3 separate regions of the Sus scrofa genome follow, and regions 1 and 2 are each linked to region 3. A link is a contact called in public Hi-C data. All regions are on one chromosome and are shown on one strand. The core of a region is the stretch at or near the end of the contact, and the rest is flanking DNA. Distances in the headings are between cores, read along the strand shown. Region 1 holds the start of B3GNT9 (UDP-GlcNAc:betaGal beta-1,3-N-acetylglucosaminyltransferase 9). Region 2 holds the start of FHOD1 (FH1/FH2 domain-containing protein 1). Region 3 has its middle 16 kb from the start of CBFB.

The links. Hi-C and Micro-C count contacts between places; a contact is called where the count stands out from the background.
Region 1: a contact with region 3 is called in a Hi-C map of skeletal muscle, with 5 times the contacts expected there. The contact joins the promoter of B3GNT9 here to the enhancer-like site in region 3. A contact is called at or near these places in 3 of 5 promoter capture datasets (fetal skeletal muscle and liver), 12 of 47 Hi-C or Micro-C datasets (alveolar macrophages, embryonic fibroblasts, fetal liver and 7 more) and 2 of 2 datasets of contacts at active chromatin or transcription factors (alveolar macrophages and skeletal muscle).
Region 2: a Hi-C map of retroperitoneal adipose tissue shows a contact between it and region 3, with 1.8 times the contacts expected there. The contact joins the promoter of FHOD1 here to the enhancer-like site in region 3. A contact is called at or near these places in 2 of 5 promoter capture datasets (fetal liver and liver), 5 of 47 Hi-C or Micro-C datasets (embryonic fibroblasts, liver, mesenteric adipose tissue and 2 more) and 2 of 2 datasets of contacts at active chromatin or transcription factors (alveolar macrophages and skeletal muscle).

Annotation. Positions count from the first base shown.
Region 1 is chr6:27,795,973-27,800,239 of Sscrofa11.1, reverse strand. B3GNT9 (UDP-GlcNAc:betaGal beta-1,3-N-acetylglucosaminyltransferase 9) reads left to right here and starts at 2,782. Exons shown (of 2, transcript XM_021094042.1): 1 at 2,782-3,435. TRADD (tumor necrosis factor receptor type 1-associated DEATH domain protein) reads left to right here. Exons shown (of 5, transcript XM_021094050.1): 2 at 100-258; 3 at 1,133-1,410; 4 at 1,492-1,666; 5 at 1,810-2,646. The coding sequence starts at 108. The coding sequence ends at 2,120. LOC110260943 (a long non-coding RNA gene) reads right to left here. Exons shown (of 2, transcript XR_002344558.1): 2 at 918-2,121.
Region 2 is chr6:27,880,444-27,884,983 of Sscrofa11.1, reverse strand. FHOD1 (FH1/FH2 domain-containing protein 1) reads left to right here and starts at 1,907. Exons shown (of 24, transcript XM_021094071.1): 1 at 1,907-2,187. The coding sequence starts at 1,987. SLC9A5 (sodium/hydrogen exchanger 5) reads right to left here and starts at 1,821. Exons shown (of 15, transcript XR_002344560.1): 1 at 133-1,821.
Region 3 is chr6:27,666,329-27,670,901 of Sscrofa11.1, reverse strand. No RefSeq gene overlaps it. Among named protein-coding and RNA genes, the nearest start is that of CBFB, 16 kb to the left of the region's middle. Within about 2 kb of position 1,946, at least 12 of the 83 cell types and tissues checked have an H3K27ac peak or open chromatin away from gene starts, as enhancers often do. A contact at or near this core is called in retroperitoneal adipose tissue and skeletal muscle, where this site is marked.

The DNA.
Region 1 (4,267 bases), core at 1,533-4,032, 130 kb before region 3:
CTTCCCCTTATAAGTGTGCCAGCTGGGTGGGGACAGCTGAGCCACGTAGGACAGGACAGTTGTCTCCACAACTGGGTGGGGGGTGGTCTCTGTCCCCAGGAGGCAGAATGGCAGCTGGGCCAAATGGGCTCGAGGAATGGGTGGGCAGCGCATACCTGTTTGTGGAGTCCTCGCTGGACAAGGTGGTCTTGTCAGAGTCCTACGCTCACCAGCAGCACAAAGCAGCCGTGTACAGGGCTCTGCGGACTGCCCTTGCAGGTGCGTGAGTGGGTGGGCCCTTGGAGAGGCAGGGGTGGCCTGGGGCCTTTGTGGGTGGGGCCGAGGGCTGAGACCCCCAACTCTTCAACTCTGTGGGCTTGTGCTTAACCACTGGTTAAAGGAAGAGATGTGTTGGGGAAGGGAGGAGGAGGACGCCTGGTTGTGTAGGCTCTGTCTTCTCTTCATGTGTGCCCTTGGGCATAGATCTGTGTCCCTCTGTCTATGATCTACTTATGTGTGTGCTCAAGTGCCCCTGCTCAATACCCCCCACTCTCCCAATCAGCCTGCTCACTGCTTTCTACTAATTGCTCATCTCTCTCTTCTTTTCCTCTCTCACTGCAGCATTCCTTGCCAAAGACCCCCAGTACCTGCCTTTTGGCTTCTCTTTTCCCATCTCAGGGCAGAGGCCACAGGAGGTTAAAGCCGGTTGGGGGGATATGGCCCCAGCCTCCGGGCAGGGGGAGAAGGGGAGCTGCACTCTAGGAGGCTGAAGACCTGAGACTTCCAGCCCCCTCCCCTGGCCCGACAGTCACCTACTCAGAAGGCTTGGCTGCCCAGGATAAATGCCCCTTTTTCTACTCTGCAAAGTCTCCCACATCCCTTGTGCCCACCCTCATTTGAGGATTCAAGGACGGGGCTAAAGTGACACCCACTCCGTCTTAAGGTGCTCTCTGTGAGAGGTCTTGGCCTTTATTCTGGGTTGTTGTTGTCTGCCTCCCAATTTTGCTTCCCTGCTGGGAGCTCTGGGTTATACCCTTGCCCCCAGGTCTGGGGATAGGGAGGGAGTCTGACCTCGGGCTTCGTTCCTCCTCTGGCCTCTTGGAGAACGGGCCCGATAGGGGACCTCGTGGTGCCTGACTGCCCGCCTCCGCAGAGAGTGGCGGGAGCCCGGAGGAGCTGCAGATGCTCAAGATTCACCGCAGCGATCCGCAGCTGATTGTTCAATTGCGTTTCTGTGGGCGCCAGGCCTGCAGCCGCTTCCTCCGGGCCTACCGCGAGGGGGCACTGCGCACCGCTCTGCAGGCGTGCTTGGAGGCTGCTCTGGCCCTGAGTTCCGTGCCTTTGCAACTGGAGCTGCGCGCCAGCGCAGAGCGGCTGGACGCCTTGCTGACAGACGAGGAACGCTGTTTGAATTTCATCTTCGCCCAGAAGGTGCGGCCGGGCTGGGGCCAGGGTGAGGTGGGGTGGGGATCCGAGGCTAAGACCCCACCAATGCCGCACTCTCCTCCCTAGCCTGACCGGCTCCGGGATGAGGAACTCACAGAGTTGGAGGATGCGCTCAGAAATCTGACCTGCGGCTCAGGGGGCCAAGGGGGTGACGTGGAGGGCGCTCCAGCCACCTCTACTGCGGAGAAGCTGCCGCCACCGCCGTCTGGCCAGACTTTTCTGTTCCAGGGTCAGCCTGTCGGTGAGGTGCCCGGAGAGCGGCAAAGGCTGGGTCCTCTGTAGGATGGAGTCTGGGGAGGGGCGAGGTCTGGGCAGGATAGTCGCAGGGTGGGAATGGAAGTGTCTCCTCTCCCCAGCTCACGCCACTTCCCATTCCCCCTGCAGTGAACCGGCCGCTGAGCCTGCAGGACCAACTGACGTTTGCGCGCTCAGTGGGCCTCAAGTGGCGCAAGGTGGGGCGCTCCTTGCAGCGTGGTTGCCGGGCGCTGCGGGACCCGGCTCTTGACTCACTGGCCTATGAATACGAGCGCGAAGGGCTGTACGAGCAGGCCTTTCAGCTGCTGCGGCGCTTTGTGCAGGCCGAGGGCCGCCGAGCCACGCTGCAGCGCCTGGTAGAGGCCCTTGAGGAGAACGAGCTCACCAGCCTGGCAGAAGACTTGCTGGGCCTGGCGAATCCCGATGGCAGCCTGGCCTAGACTGAGTACCAGAGAAAGAGGGTGGTCAGCCAGTTGCCCAGCCAGGGTTTGGGGCACCTGGATGACCATAGGTTCCCTTCTGCTGCTACTGCTGATCTTCTGTCCATCCATGGGACTCTGAGATGACACTCAACCCCACTTCGCTGAGCTGCTGGAGCTGCTGGGCAGAGGTGACTGCCCTCTCCGGGAGACGGACAAGCATCCATTATGCCTGCTGGAGGTTCTGCTCTAAATACTATGATAGAGACAGAGTTAACTGGTGACCTGCTGCAGAAGTCTGCCTCACCCTCTCCCACCCCAGAAGAGGGGCTTTCAGCCAGACCTTACCTCTTCATTCACCGAATGAACAATTATTATTCATTAATTCATTAAGGACCTGCTGTATCTTAGGCATCATCTTAAGTGTTCCAAATATTGTGCTGAAACAAGATACACGAATCCTGCCTGCTCCCAGTTGACACTCAGTATGGTACTCTGAATATTAAGCATCAGTAATAAAATACTACCCACTTTTTGATGTGAAAAATACAAGGAATTGGGGTTGCAGCTGAGCAGGGGTGAAACTTCCTGGGAGAGAAATGAGTATGAATGGGGGGAGGGGAAGAGAAAGTCAATATTCTGGGCATGGCCAGACTCAGCTGAGGTCTTAAGGAAGCTGAGAGGGAGGGCTTAGACTGAGAAGGTTTAGACTGGCTGGCTCTAGGGGTAGGTGGATTTGCAGAGACCTGTTGGTGAGTGGGGGAGGCAGATGGCATGGGGCCTGGTAAGCCATTTTGAGTTGGATTTTATCCAGAGGCCAATGAGAAGCCTTTAAAGGGTTTTGGTAGATGAGGCTGGGAGGCTGGTAAGGATGCAGACTGAGAGAGGACAGTGGTCCAGACTGCAGCAGCTGGCAGCAGAGATGGAGGGAAGGGATGAACCCTGAGAGCTGTTCAGGACAAAGGATAACAAGCTTGGTGGAGAGGACCTCAAAGTTTCTGCCTTTGCCAGCTGGGTGGAGGGTGGAGCTGCCTGCCGAGATAGGGGTCCTGGGGGAGGTGAAGTGCTTGCTTTGTCTGGGACAAGTTGGGCATGACATCCAAGGAGAGTCCAAGGATAGCTGTGCCTATGGTTTTAAGTTCAGGAGAGGGTCAAGGCTAAGGATTTAGAACCGTACAGGTGGGAGTGGGTGCCCAAGGGGAGGTCCTAAAGACCAATAAAAGAGCAGCCCAAAGAGGAGGGAGGAAACCTAGATTTGAAAGCCAGGGGAATTCACGCCTGCTGTGATGGAGGCTGCCATCCCCCAAGGCTGAAGAGTCAAGGCAAAGGCTAACAGGTGGGGGTTGTTTCTGGGACGTGGTGGGGACAAACTGAAGCCAGAGGGAGAAGCAGTAGAGGACTCCTGAGAAGTCTATGAACAGGAGAGTGAGGCTCAGAATGGAGGGTTTACTTTGTGAGGAAGAACACTGGGGGGAAGAAGTCAGAAGGAGCAGTCATAGCCACTGAAAAGAGGGTGGCATTGGGCAGCAGTGCCAGCTCCTGTAGTCTGCCCTCAGAAGTTTTGAGGCAGGTGAGTTCCCATTGTGGCACAGTGGTTAACGAATCCGACTAGGAACCATGAGGTTGCAGGTTAGGTCCCTGGCCTCGCTCAGTGGGCTAAGGATCCAGCGCTTCTGTGAGCTGTGGTGCAGGTCGCAGATGCGGCTCGAGGCTCGGATCCCGAGTTAGTGTGGCTCTGGTGTAGAACAAGCGGCTACAGCTCTGATTAGACCCCTAGCCTGGGAACCTCCATATGCCGTGGGAAGCGGCCCTAGAAAAGGCAAAAAGACAAAAAAAAAAAAAAAAAAAAAAGTTCTGGGGCAAAGTGGGAAAGTGGGAGGTGGGGGTTGTCCACTCCAGTGCATGGGCTCTGAGTTCCAGGAAGAGAGAATTGGCATGAGAACTGGGTAAGGCCTGGACCCTCAATCTCCAGAGCACCTCTCTGTCTTCCTGGGTCCAGATTAAACCCTTTGCTCACTGGCCTACTTCAGGAGTCTCACAAACTGGCCTACCTGGCCTGCAGTGGGCCCAGGCTTGTTTTTTCCTACCCGCAGGAGACTATGTTGGCCTCGGGCACTAGGGGGTAGGGGACTCAGAACTGCCTCTGGGGAGACAGACTGAAGCGCTCA
Region 2 (4,540 bases), core at 658-3,157, 210 kb before region 3:
CTCCCACGCAAGAAGGGGAGGAACCTAAGTCGGGGCACGCCAAGAAGCCGGCCGTGATCTGGGGACTCGGGATTGGGGGCGGGTCCGCTGCCGGCCACCCGCCCGCCCAAGCAGACGCACACACGCACTCACCGATCTTAGCCAGGCTGGCCACCAGGATCCACAGGGCTACCAGGTAGGGCGCCTCCACCTCATGCCACTGCCAGCGGAAGAGCGCCAATCCCGGGGGAGGCTCACCCGGCGACCCCAGCTCCAGGGTGGGCTCTTCGGTTGTTCCCGCCCCCGCCAGGGGCAGCCCGAGCAGCGGCAGTGCGACGCGCAACATCCTGCCGCCAACCTAGCACCCCTCCCGGCGCCCCACGGCCGCCGGCCTCGCGTCGCCGCCACCGCCTACCGACCGCCCCCGCGTCACGAGCACGTGGGGCCCGCTGCCCCCAATCCTAGTTCCGATTCCCCCAAGCCAGGTCCGGACTCGGAGCCCCTGCCCTGAGCGTCGGCAGTCTGGACCCTTGCTCCTCCGCTCTAAATCTGTCTCGGCTCTGGAAATTCCCCGGCGCAGCCTTCCCCTAAGTCCTGCAACCTATTCCATCGAGTCCGCTCCCCCAAACCTTCTCTAAACCTCCCCCGACCCGGATTCAGAGCCGTGAGCGGCCACAGTCCTCTAGGGACACCGTTGCGTAGAACTGGCCGGAGGCGAGGGTGACGGGGTCTGCCAGGGACCGGGGTCCAGGCGGGAGGAATGCGGCACTGCCACTGGAGTGCCCGCCGGCTGTAAGCAGCCGACCCTGGGTAATGAGGCCGCGGGCCCCGGCATGCCCCGTGCAGACTGCAGGGGGCAGTGCGCCACCGACTTCCGCGCAGCCCTCAGAAGCTTGAGACCCTTCGCGCCCCCGCCCGCACCAGAGCTGCGCACGCGCACTGGGCTCTAATAGAAAGCCGAGAGGGACAACTGTCCCCGCCGTCCCCAGAAACCCCAAGGCCCAGATTGGGCCCATCCCATTCCAAGCTAAGAAAGAGGTTGTTTCTCTTCATTTACCAAACCGAGGGGCACTCGGCCTCCCTTTCCTTTAGAATACAGTGAACTCGTCTCACTTTTTCCATGAGACTCAATGAAGCAAACGTTATCTTTTAGGGGATCTTCCCTAAACTGTGGAAACCGCACCCTATCGATTCCCTTCAAACTAAGAGGGACCTACCCACCTTTTCCCCCAAATCTGAAGGGCCTTTCAGCTTATCTCTCCCCAAATAGAAAAGGGCCGATTCCACTTTTCTTTGCAGCTGAAGGGCAACCCACCCAGTTCTTCCCTCAAATTGAGTGTAATAAGTTCACCTCCCCGCAGAACTTGTCATCCCATCCTTTTCCCAGAGTGAGGGGCACGTCCTTCTTCTTCCTCCAATTAAAGGTAAATGATCCCACCTTTTCCTTCGAATTGAGTGTAATCTATTTTCACTCCTTGCTCCAAGCTGAAAGAGACCCATTCCCTTGCTTTCCCCAAATAAGGGGAGCCCATCCACTTCATCCATCCCTCAATTGAAGGAATCAGGAGCATCTCGTCCTTACACCGAGAGGAACCTGGCTACCCATGGTCTTAAGAAACTTCCAACCCACCTTGCCCTAAGAAACCCCAAGAGAGCGCAGTTTCACGGCCCCCAAGCCCAAAGAGCTTCCCAGATTCTGCGCGCTCTCGAAAGGGGTGTGCGCGAGCTCGAATTTTCCTGCCGGACTAGCCAATGAACCAACAGGACTATCATGCCCTCTGAATTTCTTGGCTGCAAGCTCCGCCACCAGCGGTGCTTGCTTCCACCTCGCGCGCTGGGAGACTACTATTGGCCCCACCCCCTTCTTCGGGCCCGCCTCCGTATGGCTCCGCCCCTCTCCCCCAGCGTCGGGTCTGGCCCCGCCCAGACAGCAGAACTAGTTGAGTAGACGCCGCGGCTGGGCCGGGACCCGCCCAGAGGTGCGCGGCTCGAGCCAGGGTCTGAGCCATGGCCGGCGAGGAGGACCGCGGGGACGGGGAGCCGGTATCAGTGGTGACCGTGCGGGTACAGTACCTAGAAGACACCGACCCTTTCGCATGTGCCAATTTCCCGGAGCCGCGCCGGGCCCCCACCTGCAGCCTGGACGGGGCGCTGCCCCTGGGCGCGCAGATACCCGCGCTGCACCGCCTGCTGGGGGCGCCGCTCAAGGTGAGGGGAGCGGGAGAAAAGCTGGGGGCCACCAAGGGTTCAGGGTTGGCGCCGTGAAAGCCTTTGGGTGCTCTACCAGGAAAGTTTTGGGTTAGGTACCCAAGGTCTACGTTGCCTGGCTTGGGGGGCCGCTTCTCAAATTGAAGGAAGCTGAAGAAGGGAGGTGGTTGTGCGCGCCACGCAAGCTGTCCCTTGAAAATGAGGCCCACCTGGGGGAGGCGCTCGGGTTTCGCTCGCTGCCTTTTTGCCTGATTAACTGCTCTGGATAGGGTGGCGGTAGGTGTTTGGGTGGTAGCGGACCTAGGAGGCGGAGCTGAGGACCGGCTAGCTTTCATCTGCTTCAGGTGAGGTGGAAGCGGGACCACGAGGAGGGGCGGACCGGGGGCGGGCCACTGGAGGTGTCTAGAGGCTGGATTGGGTCCTGCTGGGCTGAGTGTTGTCCCTGCAGGTGGAAGTTCGGCTTGGGAGTGCGGCGGCGAAGAGACTTCACGGGGTGAGGGGGAGTCCCCGGGAAGCAGCCTGACCCGGGACACTGGCGGGAGGCTGCACTGGTGGAAAAGTCCTTTGAGTCACCGCCCCCACCATCCCGTGCAGCTGCCGGCAGCCGCCGGGGGCTGGAAGGGAGGGAGCAGGCCGGGCTAATTTTAAACTGCCGGCCTGCTCTAGTTTGCCTGCGCCCCAGAGCCGACTCGTGCACAGTGCCGGGAAAGGCCCATTTCCAGATGGCCGGCCCTACCTCCCCTTCTGCTAGCCGCGCAGCCCCCCGCAGGCGGCCTTTTCCGGTGCACTTGGTTTCCGGGCCAGAACTCTGCTAGGCGCACTACTACTCCTCGCAGTGTCCCACCAGCCATTCCGCACCAAATGATGAGGAAGAGAGGAGAGAGTTGATGGGGGTGCCCTCCGCTGCTCCCAGGCTTAGCTGGACGCCGAGTTGCGTAAACTTGCCCCCCGGGCCCAGGGTCTCCCCTGGAATGTGCCCCAGGCGCCGGGCCCCCAGCTTGCATTCCTAGCGCTGCGGGGCAGCCCCGCCTCCAAGCGCAGGCGGGAGAGGTGCTGAGACTATTGGCCTGGGGAGTGGCGCGTGTCTGAGCAGAGCCAGGGCTTTGAAGACAAGGACTGAAGAGTGTAGCATGTTGCCCTCTCCAGAGTTTTGATGCCACTCCTCCTTGTCTTGCCCTGTTCAAAGGAGCAAACTGAAATGGGCCTGAAAGAAGCACCTCCAGCCAGAGGCCACCTCCCTTTCAAGATGGGCGCAGGGGAGAGAAGGGTACTGAACTGAGGCCAGGTTCTTGTTTCCAGGCTCCCAGAACTCCTAGTACTGAAATAAGCCTGGAGCACAACAGAGAACAGAGTATTCCTCCCACTCCAACTCTAGGACAGGACTTAGCCATAACACCCCTTTTCCCAATTAGGGGCAAGTTTGGGAGGTCAGCTATAGGAGAGAGGCTCAGAATTACCCTCACCCCTCCCCCTCATTTAGGAGCACACCACCACCACCCCCTCACCAGGTGCTCTGCCTTCTGTTCTCTGCTCCCTTGCTGAAAGCAAGGATAATGTGTTACATACTCCCTAGCTTGGTCCTTCCTGGTCTCCCCACTTTCAGGATCTCCCACCTGTGTACCTGAGAACTGCCAAATCCCGCACAGGCAGAATTTGGAGGCTAGCACACTGAGTTACCACTGTGCCTAGAGCCAAGACTCCCTGGGGCTGGCAGTTCTGCCAGGAATGGTCAGATGCACTGTGATGTGCTCATCCCAAATATAAACTGTGACCACAGCCCCAGAATAGAAGGCCAGAGGAAGAAGGGCTGAGAATAGGGTAGGGGCAGGATGTCAGCGAGTTGAGGGAGGGGGAACAGGGCCCCTCCTTGTAGGAAATGTCAACAGCTGGCCCCTCCCCTAGTCCTATAACTGGGTGCCCCAGGGGTACAGACATGACTCAGACCTGCCTCCACAGCCCTCTAGAGAGGAGAGGTGGCCCAGAAACCCAGGCATCCCCATCCGAGCCTGTAGAGCAGAAATAAGAAGGGGGGTTCTCTGCTCACTGCTTCATCCTCTGCACAGCTGTTCAGCAAGAGAACAGTTCACAGCCAAATGACCTCTGCCCTCCCACTCTGGACACTGACCCCCATCATCCCTGAAGACCCTACCCCTTCCTTGGGAATGTACAGGGGCCCAGCCCCCTTTCTCTCTGGGGCTCCACTATGCACACCCCTTTGAGGGTGGAGCTAGCCTCCAGAGTTCCCCTGAGGGCTTCCTTTTTAAACGATTCAGAACTTTCAGGTCTGAGAAGGCCTTGCTCATTTCCTCCCAGTCTAGGAGGAAGCTCCTGGCCACAGCCTCTGACTCATCTC
Region 3 (4,573 bases), core at 697-3,196:
TGCTGGATCCTTAACCCACTGAGTGAGGCCAGGGATCAAACCCGCAACCTCATGATTCCTAGTCCGATTCGTTAACCACTGAGCCATGACGATGGCAACTCCAAGCTCCATCTGCTTTATGATTCGATTGCTCTGTTCCATGAAGGACTCATCATCCAGTTCTGCAGCACCCTCCCCCGTTCCCCTCCTCCTCCCCTCCCCTCCTCCAGTAGCTCTGTACTCTGTAACCTCCTTCTGGAAGATAAGCCTGACCAGGACACTCCTCTCCATGGCTCCCTAGTGCCTCAGGGTAGAGGCCATGCTCCCTCCCAGGCTTACAGGCCTGGTGCTCCAGCTCTGGGCCCATTTCAGTGTGACTCAGAACTGGTGGGATGGAGCAGGCTAACTCCTGCCTCCAGGCCTTGGCTCCCACTGTACCCTCTGAAAGCTCCCCCTCCCTCTCCACCTCCACCCCCTCCAGTTTTTCCTATCCAGATGCTCCTCCTGGAAGCCTTTCCCGACATCCCAGCCCAGCCCATGACAGGTCAGCTTTTCCATGACCCTTTCTAGAGTGTCCCGGGGGTCTCAGTGGTCAGACAACTCGGATGAGAAACAGCTCCCTGCCCACTGCCACCTTCTGAGAACCCGAGTGCTCCCTTTTCCAGCCTGAGCAGCCCCCAGCACTGCCCTGGCTCTCTGTCCACTTGTCTGCCTGGGCCTGTGTCTATCTGCTTCTGTTTCTTTCCTCCACTCCCTGACTTTTTCAACAGATCATTCCACTGTCTCTTCTACTGGTCTTCACGCCTCTCCTCATGTTTAATTTGTGTATTTGTGTGTGTGTGTCTTTTTTGTCTTTCTAGGGCCGCGCCCATGGCATAAGGAGGTTCCCAGGCTAGGGGTCCAATCAGAGCTGTAGCAGCTGGCCTACACCACAGCCACAGCAACACTGGATCCTTAACCCACTGAGTGAGGCCAGGGATCGAACGCATATCCTCATGGATGCTAGTTGGGTTTGTTAACTGCTGAGCCACAATGGAAACTCCTCCTCATGCTTTAATTTAATGCTCTGTCACCTCATTCCACCAAGGACTCAAGTGGTGTGTTTATCTCCCGTCCTCACTCAGTCCCCAACCCCGATTTCTCACAGTCTCTCTGTCCCCTCTCATCCCACAGCTAATGACCTTGGGACGTAGAAAGAGGAGTTCTTACTCCTTTAGAGAGGGGATCCCCTCTCTGTCATAGAATAAGGTTCTAGGGCACAAGGCAGGCCCCAGCCCTTCCCTACCAAGGTCAGACCTGTGTGGGGTTGGGAGCAAGAGAAAGGGCCACCTGGGCATCCATGCCACTGCATCCAGGGCTGCTCAGGGCCCTCGGCGCCTTAATGCAGTCCCTTGTGGTGCCTGTGGGGGAAAGAGAAGTATCGTGTAGCAGATCTCTTTGGTGAAGGCCCTGTGTGAACCTTCCTACTGAAGCCTTCCCCACTGTTTCTTCACTTCTTCAGCCTCATCCAGAGTGTGTCCTGGGCATAGGCCCACCTTGTCTCTCACTCCAGGGCCCCAGCATGTCCCGCTTGGCCTGGAAAGGAGTCAGTTGAGGAAGGGGAGGCCTTGAAGTGGTGGTGTCTGTCTCCTTTTCCTTCACCTGAAGCCTCCCTGGACCTCAGAGCTGCCATTAGCTTGGGATCCCAACCAAGCACCTGGAGCTTCTGCCCACGCAGCCTGAGGGCTCCAGGAGGGCAAGATCCCTCTTAGGTCTCCCAACAGGTTGGCGAGGCAGGCTGTACAAGACAGGGACCCGGGAGACTAAGTCCATGTGTTCACTCCTCAGGGAAAAAGGTCAGAGGCCGTGCATGGCCCACCCATTCTTCTACCCACTTCTCTGCCAAGTGGGCTCTATCCAGCATGGGAGGAGGGTTTCTAAAGCCAAGCCCAGCCAGGGCCACCAACAGGGAACTGCTCCGGGCTTGGTCAGCCTGGGCCTGGGCCTTGGAGGTCCCAAGCCAGGCGGGCCATGAGGCCACAAGAGAGCTTGGGCAGAACTCACCCCTGCCTGGAGCCTCAATCGCTAGCCTACTACTGGGGGGGCCCCCCACCCCCAGACCACCGGCTGCTGCCCGCCTGCCTGGCGACTGAAGGCAGGCGTCTGGGCGCAGGCAGTCCTGGGGCGCAGGAGCCCTCACAGAGAGGGGAGCCCCACTCCCCTCGCCCCCACCCACCACCCAGCGGCGGCGGGTTACAGCTCCCGGCGCCCTCGAGTCCGCCCAGGCCCTGGCCCCACGCCAGGCAACTGGATCCATCACAGCAGTTGGCGGGAGCCGGGAAGGCGCGTCCCCCGGGGCTCGCAGGCGGCTGGCGCTGGCGGCGGGCAGGGGGCGGGCGGCGGCTGCGGCGCTGCGGGGGCTGCGGTTGGCGCGGGCACCGCCGAGGGGCCACGTCTCCCGCACTAATTGGCCTTTCCTCAGCCGCCCCAGCCGGTAATTGCTGCTTCGGGGGTGGAAAGCTGGGGGTGTTGGAGGAGAGGAAGGGGCGCCGCTTCCGGAGCAGGGAGTGGGGCTCAGGCCGAGCTGAGCCGCGTGTGCGCGCCTTTCCTAGGCCAGCTTTGCTCCGGGGCGCTTTCGTGCTCAAAGTGGCCCTGGCGAGTGGAGGTGAACTTGGGGAAAAGCCACAGAAGAGTCCTGGGATCCTCACCAAGATCCAGTCAGTTCTGAGAACCTCTCCCTGGGGCGCGGGGTCTGGCAGGGGATTTAGGAAAAGCTCTGGGGGGTCCTCAAGGGATCTGGGTGAGGGTGTGAAGATGGGGTGGAGACAGGGCAGCAGGTAGGCCTCTACAATGCCCTCTTCCAGCAGTGCTATGGGGAGGGGCAGACAGGAAGAGGGGTACTCTCCTGGATGGCTGGGGAGGGTATGAGGCAGGGACTATGGGAGGCAGGGGCCCAGCCCAGCACCCAGCCTGCCCACCCGAGTTCTTACTGGCTTGAATTCCTTGAGGAGGTCCCAGGGTTCTGGGAGAGTCCTCTAGAATTCTCACTTCTGCCCCAGCCTGGCCAGCCCTGGCTCCAGCTCAGCTGCGCTCCCTCTAATTTGGGCAAGGATAGCCTCTGGGCGGGTGGGTGGCTGCTTGGAGAAGACCCCTTCTGCAGACCTGTGTGGCAGAGCTTGAGGAGGGGAGAACTGAGAGGCCTTCCAAAGCAGGGCTGGAACAGCCTGGGGTCAGACCTCAGGATCTCCTGGGCAAGATGTCCCCTGTAGGCACTGGGAGGAATCAAGCCCAACCAGACCCCAGCCAGAGCCTCCTGAGTTCTTCACAGGTTGCCCAGGGGGCCTAAGCTCCCAGTCCTCACTCTGGCTTCTATGATGAGTGGCTATTTAGTTGCCTGTCCCCTGGTTAGGGGTGGGCAGAGATGTTCTTCTAGCTATGCCTCCCCTGAAATTGGAGCTGTCACACATCCTCTGGAGGCCACACTCCCTCAGGGATTGTTCTAGGTCTGGATGGAGGTAGCAGGGTAAGTCGGACAGGTATGGATCAAATTCCCACTCTGCCACCACTAGCTCATCTCCTGCCTTGATTTCTTTATTGGTAGAATAGGATTAATGAAATCCATGTGACAACATTGTTGTGAAGATAAACTTTTGCTTGATAGGGGTTCTCCCCACTCCTCCAACCATCCTTTTGCTTTGGGGCCTGAAATGCTGGGGTATGAAGTATCAGGTGCCCCCTATTACATGGGTCTTTGCAGCCTCTAGTTATCTCAGATACTCAGGAAACCCCTAAAAATAAAGACCCTAGTCAACTTTGTAGTTTGGGACATAAAAATCTCTGGTATGCTACACTAATGTTCATAAGCATTTTTCACAATGACCAAAAGGTGGGAACAAGGCAAATATCCATAAACATATAAATGGATAAACAAAATGTGGAAAAAGACACATGCACTTGTATGTTCATTGCAGCACTATTCACAATAGCCAAGACAGGGAAACAACCCAAATGTCCATCGACAGACGACTGGATTAAGAAGATGTGGTGTATATATACACAACGGAATACTACTCAGCCATCAAAAAGAACAAAATAATGCCATTTGCAGCAACATGGATGGAACTAAAGACTCGCATACTAAGTGAAGTAAGCCAAAAAGAGAAAAATACCATACAATATCACTTACATCTGGAATCTAATATACAACACAAATGACCCTTTCCACAGAGAAGAAAATCATGGACTTGGAGAACAGACTTGTGGTTGCCCAGGGGGAGGGGGAAAGAGTGGGATGGACTTGGAATCTGGGGTTAATAGATAGAAACTATTGCCTTTGGAATGGATAAGCAATGAGATCCAGCTGTATAGCACTGGGAACTATATCTAGTCACTTATGATGGAGCATGATAATGTGAAAAAAAGAATGTATATATGTATGTGTGACTGGGCCACCTTGCTGTACAGTAGAACATTGACAGAACACTGCAAACCAATTATAATGGAAAAAATAAAAATCATTCAAAACCAAAACAAAATGTGGTATGTACACACAATGGAATATTATTCAGTCCTAAAAAGGAACAGAATTCTGTCATATGCTACAATGTGGATGAAC